Linked DNA regions of Mus musculus: region 1 is linked to region 2. A link is a contact called in public promoter capture Hi-C data. All regions are on one chromosome and are shown on one strand. The core of a region is the stretch at or near the end of the contact, and the rest is flanking DNA. Distances in the headings are between cores, read along the strand shown. Region 1 holds the start of Dnhd1 (dynein heavy chain domain 1). Region 2 holds the start of Rrm1 (ribonucleotide reductase M1).

What was found. Promoter capture Hi-C pulls out the DNA fragments that hold promoters and counts their contacts.
Region 1: a contact with region 2 is called in a promoter capture Hi-C map of liver, with 2.3 times the contacts expected there. The contact joins the promoter of Dnhd1 here to the promoter of Rrm1 in region 2. A contact is called at or near these places in 4 of 39 promoter capture datasets (cranial neural crest, frontonasal cranial neural crest, liver and 1 more).

The regions. Positions count from the first base shown.
Region 1 is chr7:105,647,687-105,654,791 of GRCm38.p6, forward strand. It overlaps Dnhd1 (dynein heavy chain domain 1), which reads left to right and starts at 3,090. Exons shown (of 44, transcript NM_001370803.1): 1 at 3,090-3,255; 2 at 3,386-3,585; 3 at 3,816-4,620. The coding sequence starts at 3,522. It also overlaps a transcript of Timm10b not described here.
Region 2 is chr7:102,439,747-102,446,267 of GRCm38.p6, forward strand. Rrm1 (ribonucleotide reductase M1) reads left to right here and starts at 1,949. Exons shown (of 19, transcript NM_009103.3): 1 at 1,949-2,297; 2 at 3,241-3,329. The coding sequence starts at 2,279.

The sequences.
Region 1 (7,105 bases), core at 1,840-4,339, 3.2 Mb after region 2:
CAAATTTACTTGTTTATGAGAACAAGATTCTACCTTAAGTAATTTATTTTGCATTTGTGTGTGAGTGTGTGTGTAAGCACACATGTGGTGTCCTTAGAAGCCAGATCCCCTGGTGCTGAAGTTATGTGAAGATGTAAACTAGTGTGGGTGGTAGGACTCCAATTCTGATCCTCTGAAAGAAAGGCAAGTGTCGCTCACTGCCGAGCCATCTCGCTAATCTCCTGAAGAAGTGACTTAAACAGTTTTAGTTATATTTATATTAATTTTGTGTGCATATATATATATATATATATATATATATATATATATATATATATATATATATATATATATATATACACATACACACACACATACATACATACATGGACACAGGTCAAAATTCTGCTTCAAGATGCAGCACTAACTTCCACATGTGTGAAACAAATTCAACCCCCTTCTCCCTTACACATACACACAGAGACACACACATCTCTCTGGAGAACCCCGCCTTTTTTTTTTTTTTTTTTTTTTTTTTCAGGAGATGAGTTTGTGGTCAGCCTGGTTGGTCTACAGAGTGTTGAGTTCTAGGACAGCCAGAGCTATTACACAGAGAAACTCAGTCTCAAAGAAACAGGTGCCAATGTTATTATTTGAGAATAAAGAATGCCCATTTATTTTTGCCTGTCTGGAAAACTGTTGTGTCAAAGCCTAAACTTCTTGACCTTCTGCAACCTGTGGATTTCCCCACAAAAAGAGTTGGTTGGTTACCTATGTTCTTACTCATTCCACACTGAACCCTGTTATGTCTCACTCATGTCAATTATATCAAGAGTCTATTTTTGTGAGACTAAATATTTTATACACATAACATCATTTAATCTCATAATTGTCCTAGAAGTAGCCACTATTTTCATTTTCAAAACTATAAGCCAAGTGGCAAAATCAAGATTTTAATTTAGGCAATCTGATCCCAGAACCAGTCTTACCAATTAATATTGTTATCCATTGATACATTTTCCCCATATTTTACAATCATCTATTCATAGTACTTAGCACCAAGGACTGGAGATAGAGTAAGAGGCAATAAGAACAATTAGAATCTCTGCCACTATGGAGTTTGTATGTTTTTGTTTTTGTTGTTGCTGTTATGATTCTGTTTATTATTTTCTTTTTTATTAGATATTTTCATTATTTACATTTCAAATGTTATCCCCTTTCCTGGTTTCTCCTCCAAAAACTCCCTATCCCCTTCCCCCTCTCCCTGCTCACCAATCAATCTACCCACTCCCATCTCCTGGCACTGGCGGACCAAGGGCCTCTCCTCCCATTGATGACCGACAAGGCCATCTGCTACATATGTGGCTGGAGCCATGGTCCCTCCATGTGCACTCTTTGGTTGGTGGTCAGTCCCTGGGAGCTCTGTGGGTAATGGTTGGTTCATATTGTTGTTCCTCCTATGGGGCTGCAAACCTCTTCAGCTTCTTGGGTCCTTTCTCTAGTTCCTCCATTGGGGACCCTGTGCTTAGTCCAGTGGTTGACTGAGAACATCCACCTCTGTATTTGTCAGGCACTGGTAGAGCCTCTCAGGAGACAGCTATATTAGGTTCCTGTCAGCAAGCACTTGTTGGCATCCACAATAATGTCTGGGTTTGATGACTATATGGGATGGATCCCCTGTTGGGTCATTCTCTGCTCCACAGTTTGTCTCTGTAACTCCAGGAGCTTACATTTTTTATCAGGGTAAATGGATAAGCAAATATGAGATAGCAATCAAAGTATGGGGTAAAATTAGTTTGGGGAAAAGAGGGTCTGGACCTGGGAGAGTGCTGACTTCTGGGAAATTAAAGGATTCACTATAAGGGGATGCATGCCTGAGCAGAAACTTGAAATAAAAATTTGAGAACAATGTGGAGAAAAGTGCTCACTCTTGTATACAATCCTTCCACCAGTGAGATGAACCATCAAGGTTATACCTTCTAATCTTTCCCAAACAGCCCCAGCAAGGGACCAAACATTCAGATATATGAACCTATGGGGTCATTCTCATTCAAACCACCACAACCTTTGCAAAAAAAAGATTAGATGTGAAAGTTTTATTTTTGCCTAGGTCAGGGCAAGTGAAGGAGTGACACAGGCAACTTCCAGGTTGTGCCCTTCATAAAGAGGTGTGATTTCTTCTCTTCTTCATCTCACTAGTTGTAATGGGCCTAGGCAGAGGAGGTGATGAACTAACTCTCTTGGATCCTGAAAGCAAAGACTATTTGCTTAGCCTTAGAGAAAGCAGAACACTCTAACCATGGTCCTGGGAATACTCAAGCTTGAATGTGACTCAAGTGAGAGCAAACACTAAACTTCTAGTTGGACACATACATATAATTCTTTCCTTCAGGAGGTTGAGGCAGGGGAGTCATGACTTCAAGGACAGCTTTCATTTCTAGACTGGAGACTAAACCCAGGGCTTTGAGCATATGAGGCAAGTGTTGGACCACTGAGCTATGCCTCTCACCTGTGAGATCTGTATCTCAGACTTAAAACTTGAAATATATGAAATCAAACACCCTACTCCCCCCTCCCCCAAGTCTACTCTTTTTACTGTCTGGCCTATCAAAATTTCCACTGATTAGAATAAAATCTATAACAGAGGTAGGTTGCTTTCTTCCTTTCTCTCTTTCTTTCTTTCTTTCTTTCTTTCTTTCTTTCTTTCTTTCTTTCTTTCTTTCTTTCTTTCTTTCATAACTAAACCACTCACTACTAGATGTGTAGCTTGTTGAGAGAGATACAAGATGTTTGTCTTACTCGGGTTTCTTGTTGGGACTTGAGGTGGGACAGTTGGATATGCTGTCAAGGGAGGGGAGGGAAAAATCAGTGAGCGAGTGAGTCCCTAGGATTACACTTGCTTCCTACGACCACGCCCCTAATGCTGTTAGTGCCCCCAAATCAATCTTGTCATTCAGTCTCCCGCTCAGCCAGATTCTTTTTGGGCCTTTGGGGTGTCAGGTTAAAAGCAGTATGCTAGTGTGGCCTGGGTCCCGGTCCCGCCCCCAGGCCCCTCCCACATGCCTGTTGAACTCTCCTTCTAGCTCCGATTTGAGGCTCGGGCCTCCAGGATTCTGTAACGGTTCTAACAGCTGGGAGCAGGTGGTGCAGCTGAGTCCTCTGCTCTGGCTCTGGGATCTGCTACCCTTGCCCTCAGTGGCTCAGCTCTTCCAGTGCCTAGGGAGGCCCCTCCCACTGGCGCACCGGGAGCTGTCTTCTGCCACGTCTTTCCGCTAGGTGTCCTAAACTGCTTCCCTACCCAGTAGCCGGCTTTGCACTCTGGACCTTCTCAGTCTGTGGTAAAGGCTTCAGGGGACGGGAGCTTTGCTGCCTTTGAGTGACAACCCTTTTGTGTTTCCTTTTCAAGGTGGTTGCCAGCCTCCACTCTGAAGTTTTCCTCATGTGAACACAGTTTTTCCAAAGATTTTGCAAGCGTGTATCGGTCTCTGTGTTAAGTGACTGGAACTGAGTCTAAGTTCATTCACGACAGGGAGCGCTCCGCAATGAAACCTCATTCACAGACCAGTCCCCCTTCCCTTCCCATGCCTTCTACATCCTGCAGGCCAGGTGAGACGAGGCCTTGGAGGGTGGGAAGGAGCTCCTGGGCAGGGAGGGCTCCCTCTTGGACTTGTGCTAGTCCTTGACAGTGAGTGGCTCAGTAAGGGCCCTCTACTGGTCTTCCTATGCTCTGCAACTCTATATCCACCTTGCTGTCCTAACCCTACTGGCACAGCCCAGAGCCAGAACTTCTACATGTCCCTCCCTCCCTCCCCCCCCCCCCCCGCTGGGTCCCACAGGTCAGACCCAGAAGCCAAAAGCCTGGAATTGGCATTTGGACCCCGAGCTGTGGGCAAGATCTGTTCGACAGCAATTGAATACCTGCCTCCACTTTATTCTGGAAGAGAAGAAAAACCCATGGTTTTATACCCTTCAGTCTGGGCTCGTTGGATGTAGCTGCAGCGGACAAGAACACTCTTGGGACTGTCAAATGAAACAGGAGGATCTCAAGGCAGTGGTTGAATCAGAGCAGCGGACACTGCTGAAGCTGCTGCTGTCTGAGCTTCAGTCTCTGTTCTCAGCTGTGATGCAGGATGGCAGTTGTGAAGCTTGGCGCTATCTGCATGCAGTACTGGGCCTGTTGCCTCCATACCGTGAGATGCTAGCTGGTCAACTCGAGTTGCTGCCCTTCCTGGAGCAGCTGTACTGCTGGGCACCCAAGGTCCAAGCCCGGCTAGAGCTGGACCTGCTAGATGCCATAGACAAGGCCTTTCCCCCAGACAGTTCTTTGTTACATAGTTCTTCCCATGTTGACTGTGGTCTATGGATGAAGAGGTTTCATCGAGGGCCTCCATGCTCAGCATGCCCTTTTGTGAAGGCCCAGTGGGACCGGCAACAAAAAAAGGAATTGGCCACGTGGCTCCGACCATTGACACTGCCTGAGCTACAGCACTGTCTGGGCATTGTTGGTGCTGAGGTGGCCCTAGAAGAGACCCCATGGCTGGACAGCCTTAGTCTTTTGCCCTTGGCACTGGCTACAGACATCCCTGTACAGTATGAAAGCAGTGATACTGAGCAGGCAGAAGGCGAACCTGCTGGGAGAAAGTGAGTGGCATGGTTTGGGGCTTTAAGTAGAAGAGATAAAATGAATTAGTTTAGGTGCCTGCAGGGCTACTGGCTTCTTGAGCCAGCTCCTCATGGCTCTTCAGGATTAGCCCACCTCTAAAGTGAGCTGGACTAGGCTGCACCTTTTTCACTTGCAAAAACAAAGCTAATGTCTCAATGCTAATCTATAGGGAAACACTGAAATCAATAGCAGCCATTAGGAAGCCAAAACTTGACCTTGTAGTTTCCAGTCTTCTCAGACGGTGCCAGAAGCTTCTTTGGGGTTCATATTCTTGGTCATTTATATTTGCCAAAACATACTTTGGGGCATATATTGTGCTGGTCCTAGGAACTCTATATGGGGTCTTTGGTTACTCTAGGGAGTGCTTGCCTGGGTGGTCTTCCTCCACAGGTCTATGTGAACTATTCCAGGTCTAAAGCAAAGCACTGCCTCTATGTCAACTTCATGATCTGACAGTAAGGGTGGCCCCTTGAGTAATGATCTATTCCTTCCAGTCCCCCAATCTGGCTTCCAAAATCCTAGGATTTCAGAATGCCTAGAAGATCCCTTCTAGGAGTTCTTTTAGTATAGGAACTTCTTCCTAGCTCTGGCCTGCTTTTCCCTTTTTATGTCACTTGTCTATGATATATTCACTCTCTAGGCAGAAAAAAGCTAACTTTGCATGTAATCAAACATGACTTACTTGCTCATTTTTTGCTCTTAAATTTACGGTGGGCTCAATTTGTGACTTTTTCGTGACCTCTCAGATCCCTAATGGTGGGCAAGTGGGCAGGCTCCTGGAACTATGAAGGAAGGTGTCAAATGTCAACAATTTGGCTTCAATCTTCTCAGCCAAGCTTCCCTCCTGCCCCTAGCATGGGCCCAAGTCTAACTAACTCTTGGAAGACCTTAACAGAAATGGCTCTGGGCTGATATATCAGGAAGGAATCAAGTACTCATACCTGTATGAACTTGGCAGTCATCCTCTGAGGTCTAGGTAATACAGTTTACTCTTCTCCAGGACTGTCTTCCTAGGTTTTGGTTCATTTAATAACTTAATTGCTACTTGGATGTATCCAGATGCTGGGAATGTAAAAAAATTAGCCAAATAGATTTAGTTCTTTCCTATGAAATCAGTCTTACAGTTTTGTAAGGGAGATATTAGAACAAGTAAGGTATAATTAACAAATTGTAGTAAGTAGTATAAAACAAAAGGCTGTTGGCTATTGCCTGTGTACTCTTAGTGGGATGGGATTGGGAAGGGAAGGGGCTGGAACAGTAGGAGTAGAAAATTTGGATAGACATTAGATTAGTAAAGTGGGTTAGGAGGTGAAAGTGTGTCAGTGGGGCAGCAGTTAGTTGTATTACATGCTAGTGTGCATTTGGAAATGAATGGAAGACAGTGGAAGCACCATTTCATTCTTCATCAATACCTGCTTGAAAGAGAGAAAGACACTAGAATCAGAGTTTGAAGTAATTCTGGCATCTGGATGAGACTCTTGTTAAAGAAGAGGGATATTTTCAGCCTTTAAGACACAGAACCTGAGATGTAGGTACTCTGTGTTAAAGTATCTTTTATTCTCCTGTTGTAATTGTTGTCTGGAAGGCTCACTGCCTCTGTCTGCTAATTACACCTAGTCTTGGGAGCTTCTAAGTCTCCATACAATCTTATCTAGGCCTAAAATGTTTTCAGCCTCCGAGACTTGGTGCTGAATAAACTCACTCTTTCTAGTTCTTAATGAGCTCTGACTGGCTGGTTCAATTCAAGTGTACTAGCTCCAACTCTTCTCCAAGCTGACTGATTCATTCTTTCCTCTCTGGGCTTCTCCTAAATTGCTCTGCTTGGCCTCAAACGAGCGTTGGCAATGTGTTCTAATTGTCCAGCTGCTTCTCATTCTCTGGCTCGTTCTGTCTTCACCTGTGTCGTGATTGTTATCCCTCTGCAACCTGCCTCTGTTCCACTGTCCTGACAAAACTGCCTCCTTCCTCTTCCTCTGCACTCTGAAGCAGCTTCCCTTTCCTCTCTCTTCTCATGAGAATTGGGCATATTTTATTCTGTCAAATCTTTCTCTGATCTGTCACTTTGCTGCTCAATTAGACATCACTCTAAGACATGTGTACTTTACCTTCATTGTTTGGAATTAAAGGTATATGTATACTAAGGGCGTATCTCTGTTCCAGCCAGAATGATTAAAGATATGTGCAAAGGGTTAAGCCACACCACAACTAAGAACAGGTTTTTCTACACAATCTTGGGGTTCATGGTGTCATCAAAGGGTTGAGCCACACCACAACTAGAAACCGTTTGGTTTTTTTTTTCAGTAAATGGCACAATCTTGGGGTTCAGTGTAATCAAATATCCTATAACACATCTGTATTTGTAGACTAAAGGAATCACCAGGTTATAGTAAGAGGAAAATATATGGAGCACAATAAGGAATATAGCATACACATGAGAAAGTGGCCTTGCAGAAAATAAAGGGC
Region 2 (6,521 bases), core at 699-3,198:
CAGGGATATCAAGTATAGCAAGATAACAAGATTCGTAAGTCTAGGCACAAACCCCCATATCAAGGTTGTGCAAGGCAGCCCAGTAGCGGGAAAAGGGTCAGAAGAGAGTCAGATTCCCTCACTCCCACTGCTAGGAGTCTCATAAAAACACCAACCTAACAAATGTAACATACATGCATAGGACCTAGCACAGACCCTTGTAGGCTCCATGATTGCTGCGTCAGTCTCTGTGAGTCCCTATGACGCCTGCTTAGTTGACTCAGTGAGCCGTGTTCTCCTGGTGTCTTCCACCCCTGTGGCTCCTACAGTTCTTTCTCTAAGCTCTGAAGGGAGAGACCTGTGAAAATCTCCAGTTTGGGCTCTCTTTCTCTGTCTAATGTTTGGCTATGGGTTTTTATATCTGCTCCCAGCTGCAGAAGGAATCCCCTCTTGATGAGGACTGGGCTAGGCACTGACCTAGAGTTTTGGCAGCTGGCCCAAGTTTGGATTTTTGGTTTGCTTTTATTTTTTAGACCTCGGTTCCACATTATAAAAAAAGATGCAATATTTGTCTCTATAAGCTTGGCTTATTATGATGATCTCCAGCTCCATTTCTAGCAAATGATATTATATTCCCCTAACATCTGAATATCAATTGTGTTTCCATATCATATTTTCCCCCTGGATAGCCCTGGTCCTCTAGCTTCATGTAGGATTTCCTATGATGTGTCAGTTGTGGGTGGAGATGGACCCCTTCTGGAGGGTGTAAGAAGCAAATGATAGGTTTTAGCGAAAGAATGCCACATACATTATTTTATGAAGATCAGTTTTATGACCGAAATTAGTTTTTATACTTGTCTTGAATAGGTTTAAAGTACGACTTTAACTATTCTTTCTTTTTTTCACCTAGCCTTTCCCCCCATTTTATTGAAAATGGATTTTTTTTTTCGCCTCACATAACATATCCTGATTATGTTTTCCCTTCTCTCCTTCCAGTTCCTCCCCATCTGGGTCCTGCCCCGTTTTGTCTCTCGTTAGAAAACAAACAGGCTTCCAAGGGAAGAAAAGAAAAAAGAAAAAAAAAAAAAGAAAGAAAACTAGCACATCAGTGTTGAACAGAACCAACAGAAGGACAGAATGCATGAGAAGGAACAAGAATCAGAGATACACTTGTTCGCACACTCAGGCGAACACTATAAAATCCCATAAAAAACACTAGTAAACTGGAAGGCAGGCAGGCCCTGGGCATGCTGCCTTAGTCTCAAGAGTTTATAAGAGCATAGAGGGCCTTGATTCTTCGGTGTCCTCCATCCCCCTAGGTTCTTACACTCTTTCTTCCTCCTTTTCTATGGGGCCCCCTGAGTCATTTGGGGAGGGATTTGATGGAGAAGTCCCTTAGGACTGAGTATTCGCAGATGTCTTGGTCTCTGCATAATGTCTGGCTGTTTTCACGTATTAATGTGGCGACGACTATCTTATTGCTGATCCTATCTCTACTACCATCCACAAAACTGTAAAAGCAAATGGACTGTGGGCCTTCATAAGAGTTTCACAGTACCCCTATTTCTGTAAGGCTGAAATTCAAACACCTTTGGTCTAGCCCCACTCTTTAACTGAGGAGTGTAGACCTACGAGCCCCGGGCTTCCTATCTGCTTCTTATTTGCGGGTTGTAGGCTTTAGTGCAAACCAGAACAAAATCTTGGTGTTTCCATAATGTCCATAATGTAAAATAGCAAAAAAAAAAAAAAAAAAGTCAGAGGGGTAGGGAAGGGGGAAGGGAGGAGGAAGAAGGAAAAAGGAAAAAGGTGTTCTGGATATCTGGTTGGTTACTTTTTTGTTATGAAATAAAAATACTCGGGAGATTTGCTTGCCCACACCCAATATGGCGGCAGGAGAACTCGTTCCCGCCAGGTCCGCTTTCACCCAATGTGGTGGAAAGGAGCGCAGTCTCCCGGGCTTTGCCCACACTCAATATGGCGGCCAAGGGACTCGTGTGCTGTCTGTCTACTGCTCAGTTTCCGCCCATTCAACTCCCGGCGTTGAAACGTCAAGAACGTCATTCGAATTCCGTCCGTCGCGTTGCTCTGCACGTCACGGGTGGCGGGAGCGGGAAGGAGTTCGTAATTCGGTTAGTCTGCTCTGGTGAGGAAAGTGCTGTCTATCGCGCAGCTTCCATCCCTCCGTCCGAGCAGCCTCTCGGAGTCCAACCCTTCACATCTGACAGTCGTCTCTGTCCCTTCTTCGCCTCGGAGCTGCTAACTGGTCTCGAACCTCTCAGCACTTCAGCTTCTAGCGGCGATGCATGTGATCAAGCGAGGTGAGGGGTCCGTGGGGATGGGGAGGAGGAGAGGGGACCCGGCTGCGGAGAGCCCAGCGGTCACTATCGCCGGCCCGCCCGACCCGCCCGACCCGCGGCGCCTCGCCGCTTCCCGCGCTTCCCGCCGCGCTTCCCGCCCTGTCTGTCAGCTGGGCCTGTGTCTGCTCAGTCTGTCCCCATTCTCTTGACCTTTGTGTGTTCCCTTTGACTTTGACTTTGTGCTCCCTTCCAGACTCCCTCCAACCCTGTCTGAGATTGTTCCCGAGCACTGTTATTCCTTGCCGCCATCCTCAGAGGTAGCTGCTTTTGGCTCCATTTTTTTAGAAGAGGTTGCAAAGACACGAAAAAGCACCCCAACACCCCCATTCCACCCCAGCTAGTAGTTGGTGAGGTTAGAATTGAAACCCATAGCTCATAATAGCCCTGTGCCTGTCTTTCCTCATTTCTTAAACAAAATAACAGACAAAAGAACCGCGGAGTCGATGATCTGGTGTAGGAGGAAATAAGGAAAAAAAGAAAAGGCAGGACACCACATTTTTTGAACATCTGTCATTTTTCTGGTCTCTTCTGAGGTGGGAGTGTAGTATCATCTCTCCTGCCTCTGCATTTTTGTGGGGAGGTTTTTTTTTTTTTTTTTTTTTTTACATTGTTTGTTCTTGGGACAGGGTTTCTCTGACTGGCCTGGAACTTACTCTGTGTAGATCAGTCTAGCCTCAAACTCACAGAGGGCTGCCTCCTCTATCATAGGTCGATAGACAAAGACTTTTAACCCAAATAGACAAAGACTTAATCCGAGTAGACATGATTAACCACTGAGCAGTCTCTGCAGACCCCAAAGACAATCTCTTAATTGTTTTAAACAGTTTTAAAAGCTGAATATACTTGATTCTTTGGTATTGCCCGCTTAATAACTGCTAATGCTAACTGTGATTTGATTATTTAGATGGCCGCCAAGAGCGAGTTATGTTTGACAAAATTACATCACGAATCCAGAAACTCTGTTATGGACTCAACATGGACTTTGTTGATCCTGTAAGTAAATACAGTGTGTATCAGGGGTTCTTTGCATGCTATGTGATTTTATGTCACTTACCTCTAGCCCTTCACTTAACTATACTTCAGTGTTAAATGTGAATTTATTGCCTGACACTTTCCTTAATTTTGATGTGTCCTTCAAGTTCTCATTTCCTGGAGAACTCAGAACATGAACTAAGAGGGGACAGTTGATGTGACTACTGGTCAGGCATCTTGTTTATCCGTATTTAGCCACACAGTGTAGAAATTAGTTCTATTTACCGTCATCTGGAATTAGGAGTGCTGTGTATCTTACTCATTTAACTTTTAAGAGTCTCTAACAGTTTTATACATACATATGTAAAATACACTTTTGTCATACTTTCTTCAGTGACCTCTTATCTCCTTCCTACAGCCATCTTCTCCATAAGTCTCTTAGTGCTTTGTGTGAGTGTGTGCATGTGTGTTTATGTGTGTGTTTGTGAGTGTGTGTCTGGGTCCCTATCTGTCCCACTTCATTTACTTAGAGTTGTTGTGTGAACATTGGTCTGGAATTAATTTACTTGATTGAGCAAGGGCAGCTTACCAGTGATTGTGCCACTGAGGGTTAAGACTCCTCCAGCAACCATTATTGGTCTGCAGAGATCTCCTCAGGGAAGGGTAGGGCCCCATGAACCCTGAATGCTGATGGGCCCAGTCTTGTCGTGCAGACAGCCACTGCAACTATTTTCATGAGGGTTTTTTTTTTCCCCCCCTTTGGACTTAGTTTATGTCTCTGTGAGTGTCTACCACATGTGTGCAGGTACCTGAAAGGGCCAGAAGAGGGTATTCTACCCATCTTGTGGAGCTAGTTCAAAGCAGCTGGGAATCTCCCGTGATGCATGTTGGAAACCAAGTCAGGTCCTTTGGAAGAGCAGTACACACTTTTAACTGCTGAGCTATCTCTCTAACCCTCATGAATACCTCTTATTCTTGGGCTAGCCTCAGTGTGTCATTTTTCTAACTAGGTACTTAATACATGCTTAGTTTACCAGAGTGAAAAAATAATTTTATACCTTAAAATATATTTATTATAATTCTACACATTTTGGATTTTGAGATAGTAATTAAAATAGTTGAATGTTGATATTGGGATGGATCTTAAGACCTCATCCTATTTCGTCTTTATTCTGTAGATAAGATAGGTCTAAAGAGAGAGAGGACACTGCTTAAATTAACGTTAGTGCAATGGGAAACAAATGGAGTACCTTGGTTTTTAGACATTCTATTGCCTCATCTAACAGCACATGTCCACATGCAGGGATGCATTAGTGGGCTTCAGCTTTCCAGGGTGGATCCTGTTGAGGACGTCTGGGTGCTAGTAGATGTAGCACATGGATGCTATACTGTTCCAAGTACTACATAACATCAGAAACTATGTGGGCTTGACTGCTTTCATACTTATCTGCTGAGTCAAGAACATGATATCAGAAGCAAACTGGCTTAGCTATGTTATAATACCAGAGGCCCCACCCACACTCAGACTACTTTTGACGGAGATAGGCTTTGGCCAACTTTCCCTGTTAAGCTGTTTTTAAGAAAAATTTAGTAAATATGTAGATAGAACTTAGAGTTTGTTTTTCTTTAGAATGTATGGTGGGCTGAGGAGATGGCTCAGTGGGGAAAGTGCTTGCTTTGTGAGTGTGAGACTCTGAGTTTGGATCCCAACACCCATGTGGAAAAGCCCGGTGTGCAGCAGTGTGTAATGGCAGCTCTGGGCAGCTGAAGAAAGGGCCAGGTCCTAGGTGTACAGCAAGATGGCAAGTTCTAAGCTCAGGAAGACACTGTCTCAAAGGACAAGGCAGCTGCCACGAGCTCAGGGGAAGCACCTCTTTCTGTGCTGATTCCTGGACCACGTGTGTTATGTGCTTGTGGGTTGCTTTTTTTTTTTTTTTTAAAGATATTTCCTTTATAAACATTTCAAATGCTATCCCGAAAGTTCCCTATACCCTCCCTCCACCCTGCTCCCCTACCCACCCACTCCTGCTTCTTGGCCCTGGCATTCCCCTGTACTGGGGCATATAAAGTTTGCAATACCAAGGGGCCTCTTTTCCCAATGATGGCCGGCTAGGCCATCTTCTGCTACATATGCAGCTAGAGACACGAGCTCCGGGGTACTGGTTAGTTCATATTGTTGTTCCACCTATAGGGTTGCAGACTCCTTCAGCTCCTTGGGTGCTTTCTCTAGCTTCTCCATTGGGGGCCCTGTGTTCCATCTTATAGATGACTGTGAGCATCCACTTCTGTATTTGCCAGGCACTGAGTCAAGAACGAGACAGCTATAACAGGGTCCCTTCAGCAAAGTCTTTCTGGCATATGCAATAGTGTCTGGGTTTGGTGGCTGATTATGGGATGGATCCCCAGGTGGGGTAGTCTCTGGATAGTCCATCCTTTCTTCTTAGCTCCAAACTTTGTCTCTGTAACTCCTTCCATGGGTATTTTGTTCCCTATTCTAAGGAGGAATGAAGTATCCACACGTTGGTCTTCCTTCTTGATTTTCTTGTGTTTTGCAAATTGTATCTTGGGTGTTCTATGTTTCTGGGCTAATATCCACTTACCAGTGAGTGAATGTGGGTTGCTTTTTGTCATTGTTGTGTTTACTTTATGTTTTTTCTTTATTCTTTGAACATTTATCCTTACTCCTGTGAAAGAAAATAATTGTAATCAGCTTCAATTAAGACATAACTTACAAAAAACGATTCTAGTTTTAGGCCAGCCAAGGGTACATAGTGAGAGAGTGTCTGGAAACAAAACCAAAAATCAACAAATACCAAAGCTGTGTTTTATGCTTTGGGTGCTAATGCTCTTTACATCTTCAGTGTCTTTTTACTGAAATAAAAATAAGGAGAGCAGTTGAATCCTGAAATCAACTCTGGCCTCCACACGCTCCTGCGAGGTTGAGTGTGCCTACACCAATGTGTACCCACACAGTGTATGGTAGTGGGAGATGCCTCCGTTGGGAGTGCTTGTCTCGGAAGCATGAGGGCATTAGTTTATATCCCCAGGACTCGTGGGAAAAGTCAGGTGTGAGAGTGGGTGCTGGTGGGAAGGCAGATACAGGGGCTCCCCGAAGTTCACTGACTGGTTATCTTGCTCAAACAGTATACTCCAGGATCAGTGAGAGACCCTGCCTCAAAAACTAAAGTAGGATGGGGGTTGGAGAGATGGCTC